Linked DNA regions of Mus musculus: region 1 is linked to region 2. Evidence: chromatin contacts called from public ChIA-PET data. All regions are on one chromosome and are shown on one strand. The core of a region is the stretch at or near the end of the contact, and the rest is flanking DNA. Distances in the headings are between cores, read along the strand shown. Region 1 overlaps Ncoa7 (nuclear receptor coactivator 7). Region 2 overlaps Trmt11 (tRNA methyltransferase 11).

Region 1 (2,700 bases), core at 1-2,500, 170 kb before region 2:
CTATTTTGATTGACTTCTTGCTTTGTTTGTTTCTACTGCAGGGGAATCTGTTGAAAGTGTGTTGTTGAGTTTAAAATGGCATCCCTGTCTTTATCCTGCTTACTCACTCTTACCTCACAAAATACGTTCAGTTACCTTCTGTTCTGACACTTCCTTCCTGTCTCTGTCCAGGCCAAGCCAGTTCTCAACCATTTTCATGGATGATCAGTGCAGTGCAGGATGACCTTCACAAGCACTGTCCCATCTCAGTGCAGTGCAGGATGACCTTGACAAGCACTGGCCCACTTCAGTGCAGTGCAGGATGACCTTGACAAGCATTGTCCCATCTCAGTGCAGTGTAACCATTCTCTGGTTGCAGATGATTTAGACCCTATAGTGTCTCCACCTTGACAGGTGCTCTTTGTGTGTGTGTCTGCATATATGATGGACATATCTGTGTTCATTTGTGTGAGTGGAGACCAATCTTGGGTGCTATTCATCACCATCTACCTTGTATTTTGTACAGGGTCTCTCACGGACCTATAACTCATCTGGTAGGCTAGCCTCTAAGCCTCAAAGTTCTACCTAGCTCTGCCTCCTGGTGCTGAGATTATAAAAATGGGCCATTCTTCCAGATTTGTATATGTATGTGTGGAGGAGTGGGTAGATTTTGAGAAACTCACTCTGTAGATCAGGCTGGCCTCAAATTCAGAGATCCATTTGCCTTTGACTCCTAAGTGCTGGGATTAAAGGCATGTGCCTCAACCTCCAGGCCAGACATTTTCTTAGTTTACATAATAGAGATTGGCACTCAGGTCTTTTAGCACTTCACTCAGTTACCTCCCTATCCTGACAGATGTGTTTTAAATGTGCATTCTGTAGAAGATCAAACATATAGATGAATGAATACTCTTGTAATATTTGGCTCCATTTCCGGATAAGTCTACAGGATATTGGTAAACAGTGAAGTCATTTAGTTGAAATTGCTGTGTGGTTTTCCTTGTTAATAGTAAGAGATGCCATTATATCAACCCTCAAGAATGACAGTAATGGCCATTGGTTTGGATATTTGGGGAATTTCATCAGGAGACTCCAGTGCTGGGATCAAACCTCTGGGTGGGGCTTCATTTGCTCTAACCACATTTGACCATAGTTCCATAGTTGACAAATGCCCACTCAGCCCACTCAGATTTGATTAGCCTCGTAGAGTCTGTTGCCTTTCAGAGTCCCATCCCAGGATGTAGTTCTATACCACTAGGGGGAGCATCAGACCTTGAGCTAAGAGTCATTCCTGTTAGAGAACACTGCCTCTTTCGGTGTTGCTCCTAAGTGGCCAGATAGTGAGGGGACTTGACAGTGGGTGGATCTTGTCTGCTAAGGATTTAGATTTGCCTGGTAAAACTCAAAGAAAGTTGGGGGAAGTGCCATTATTTCCCAGACGAATCTGAATTGATGAAGGCAGGCTGTACTGATCAGAGACAAGCCCTTAGGGAAATGAAGTGCTGAGGAGAGATTCTGCTCACAGGTAGAACAGTATATGCTAATTAGTATCGTGCATGAGGAAGAAAAAGAGCAGTCAGTACATGACAAATTTGAACTCAGGAATGAGGAAGGATTTTGTGTTTAGAGATGAGATTTTGAAAGTCTAAGTCATTTTTCTCAAGGGGCCTAGAGATGCCTGTTTATTGCTTTTTTACAGATGTGAGGTGAAATCTATATGTAAAAGATGCGATCCCAGGAACAGAGGTCAAAATGAGCTAGTGGTGCTAAGAGAGAACATGAACTTAGCAGTGCATAATGGAAAAAGGTATAGGTGAGAGTTGACCTATCTGGGTACAGAAAGTATAAAGCAGTCTGCCTACCTGTCTGTCTGTCTGTCTGTCTATCTGCCTGCCTGCCTGCCTGTCTGTTTTAATCTTAAGACAGGGTCTCACTCTGTAGCTCTGGCTATACTGGGATACAATATGTAGAGCAAGCTGGCCTCACACTCACCTTCCTCTGCCTCCTTGTGCCATGATGCCCTGCAGGATTGTTTCCTTTATTTGTTGAATTTTATGCATTAAAGAACTATTTCAAATATTAGCATACAGGGAAAAGCAGAACTTAATAGCATGACAAAGCAAAAGCAAAGGCCTTGTAAAAAGAATATTTATTATGCAAGTACAGAGTTTGTTGAAAGCAGTTACTTCCAATTGTTGCCCATTCTGCATATACAATGTAATTTCCCAGAACTAAAGAAGGATATTTTGACAAAATGTTTTTATTTTTTCAAATAGATTTATCTGTGACTCCTTGCAGCCTTGAGCAATACGTCATTGCTATCTCCTTATACAGTGATAACATGCAAAAGAATATTATGGAGAGACTGAGTCACTAGAATTGCCTCATTATAACAACATGGTCCTGATTCTGTAAATGTTCTGTTCTGTTTTTGAGAAGAGATTAGGAAAGGAAGTAATCATATTAAGACAGTTTGTATCATATAATTTGAGATCTAGTACCTAGCACAGCACCAAGTAGGTAAATATCAGAATGTTTCTAGAACAAGTGAATTCAACCTTTCTGTGCTTGCATTAATATTTGCTAATATGTAGGACTGCTTTCACTTACTCTGTTTATATGGTATAAACTCTTAAGAAGTTTTGTAGGGGATGGAGAGATGACTTAGAGGCTAAGAACATTTGCTGAGCTTACAGGGGACCCAGGTTCAGTTCCCAGTAC
Region 2 (2,700 bases), core at 198-2,697:
TCCTCCCAGATCTTTCTCACCCATGTCCCCGCACCCTTTCTTTCTCTCTAGAAAACAATTAGGCAAACAAACCATCATTTAAAAAAAAATAAGGAAGAAAAGAAAGGCACAGGAAATGCATAAACCACAAAATTGGAAACCATGGTGTATATGCAAAAGAATAGTAAGACACACACACAAAAAGCCCAAACAAGACTAAATATTGATATATTTATAGAACAGAACTTTATTCAGCTGTTAAATAAAATTACGAAATATGCGAGTAAATGGAGGGAACTAGAAAAAAAGTCCTCCTGACTGAAGTAACCCAGACCCCAAAAGACAAATAGTATACGTTTTCTCTCATATGTGGATGTTAGGTTACCGTTTAAGCATTCGATGAACATGCTACAAACTGTATAACCATAGAGGTTAGGTACAGAGTAAGAGACAAGTGGGAAGGTGGGGCAGGGAAATCTCTCAAGGAAGGGGAAATAGGGCACACATTTGGGATTGGAGCAGGGGATTAAATGGGGGGAGAGATGGAAGAAAGGAAAGGGGAGGGATATGGAAAGGAGCAACTAACACTTAGAGGTGTTTGAGAGTCATGTGAAAACTGAAGAAGCTTAAATTGTTTACACACATAAGAGACGTCTAAAAAGTATCACCAAATAACAGGGGTGACTGTACCCCAACGAGACGTGAGTGCCAGGAATAAGGTAGAGCTAGTTTGTGTTCCTTTGTAGACGTTTCATTTGAGGATAGATTTCTCCCAGCTGTGTAGCTAGCTCAAGTGGGAAGAGTACTGTGGAAATCTACTGGTTGATTTGTGTCAGTTATTTCCAGATCCTCCCATGCTCATTATTAGATCTCTGTTGTCTCTTCACTACATTCTGATATTGGTGGGTTTAATATTCATGGCTTCCTCTGGCTGAAACGAAACTGAAACAGAGCAGAGATTCGTCTCAGAGCTGCAGAGCTCCTGAGTGAGTCCACTTGCTTGCTCAGGTTCCACAAATCCATGGAGCTTTTGTTATCTAATTTCTTTTTGCCAACTGTTAAACTGTCTAGAAATGTTCTTTGTGGAAGATAGAAATCCAGCTGCTGGTGTTACTGATAGAAGTGACAGCAAGGCCAGCAAGGTGGCTTGCTACGTTGCACAGGCCCGGTGACCCAGAGTTTGATTCCACAGACACCATGTTGTAGAAGGAGAAGATTCCTGAAAGTTGTTCTCCAAGCTCAGCAGGTGTGTGTGGCACCTGTATGCACATGTTCATGAAATAAAGTTTTAAAAAGGAATATGATTAACATACATATATCAAAAATTTCTATTATATCCCATAACCATATGTTCAAATTATCAGTTAAAATAAAGTGTGGGCGCTAGCAGCATGGCTTACCAGTTACGAGTGCTTGCTGTTCTTCCAGCAGACCTGAGGTCAGTTCCCAGAACCTCCACGGGGCTGCTCATCACTAGCTTCCTCCAGCCCTGGGCCTTCTGTGGCCTCTGAGGAAACCCACACACAGGTAGCAAACATACACGGAGACACATAAAATATAAATGATGTCCAAGGAGCTTAATAACATGTCTCAAGATTTTAGGAATATATTTTAATGTATTCAGTAGATTTATGGAAGAGAACATCTTTTTGTCCTTATCTAGGAAACAAAGAATGATTCAGTTCAGTGGTCAGTAAATTTGCAGTCTGTTTTTCAGGCGGGAGGTGAAATATATAACATTTAGAAAGAACTTAACATTTTATAGGAAGAAGAGTGACTGAGAAGTGACTCATGGAAGAGCTAGAGGCTTATGTGTATAACTAGTTTTGCTTTTAGAAACCTCTTGGATATCATTTGCATTCATGCATTTCCCACTATACACTTCTCTTTCCTGTGGTTTGTAGTATTTCCACAAAATTGTGCAACCGTCCCACTATAAAGACAACCGCCCCACAGGAAACGTCATTTACTCCCAAAGAAACCCCCAAGTGGAGTTACCCCTCCTCCTGCCTTTAGCAACCACTGATCTAAATCTGTGTGGTTTGCCTGTTTGGTCTGATTTCAGTTTTAAATAGGTAACTTAAGTTACAGGGAAACAGTAATAAAATCAGAGTTAGGTATTAATATAATTGTCTAGGCAAAGTACAGATTTAATAGTTGGCAAACAGTCCACTAATACGGAATTCCGTATACACTGAAGATGTTTTTAAGCTACTATTCAAATTTTCAGTATTATTTTGGACATATGTTTTCCATTGATTTGGTCATTCATATATAAAGTTAGTCCTCTATACCTGTGGTTTCTATATCTGGATTCAGCCAATCTTCAATGAAAAATTGAATTTGGAGTATAATAGTTTTACACATACTAAACCTAAGACTTTTTATTCTTACCATTTTCACAGTAATTCAGTATAGCAAGTACCATTTATATTTGTGTTAGGTATTCTGAGTAATCTAAAGATGATTTAAAGGATACAGGAGATTATACATAGATTATGCAAATGTCTCCCAACTTGCTGTTAGGTATTCTGAGTAATCTAAAGATGATTTAAAGAATACAGGAGATTATACATAATTATGCAAATGTCTCCCGACTTGCCGGACTCTTTGGATTACTGTATAGGGTAGGAGGTGTCCTACAGCCAGTCCATAGATACAGCGGACTGTAAGAGGCTAATGAGAAAGGAGGTTTCTCACAGTAATGTTGGGAGTCCAAAA

Evidence for each region. ChIA-PET counts read pairs in DNA pulled down with a chosen protein or histone mark.
Region 1: an RNA polymerase II ChIA-PET map of memory CD8 T cells shows a contact between it and region 2, with 9 read pairs. The contact joins two enhancer-like sites. A contact is called at or near these places in 2 of 115 datasets of contacts at active chromatin or transcription factors (effector CD8 T cells and memory CD8 T cells) and 2 of 9 other capture datasets (adipose tissue and liver).

What each region holds. Positions count from the first base shown.
Region 1 is chr10:30,717,686-30,720,385 of GRCm38.p6, reverse strand. The region is part of intron 3 of Ncoa7 (nuclear receptor coactivator 7); the gene reads left to right. Among named protein-coding and RNA genes, the nearest start is that of Ncoa7, 84 kb to the left of the region's middle. Within about 2 kb of position 1,250, at least 27 of the 459 cell types and tissues checked have an H3K27ac peak or open chromatin away from gene starts, as enhancers often do. A contact at or near this core is called in memory CD8 T cells, where this site is marked.
Region 2 is chr10:30,549,403-30,552,102 of GRCm38.p6, reverse strand. All of the region lies in intron 11 of Trmt11 (tRNA methyltransferase 11), which reads left to right. Among named protein-coding and RNA genes, the nearest start is that of Trmt11, 50 kb to the left of the region's middle. Within about 2 kb of position 1,447, at least 20 of the 459 cell types and tissues checked have an H3K27ac peak or open chromatin away from gene starts, as enhancers often do. A contact at or near this core is called in memory CD8 T cells, where this site is marked.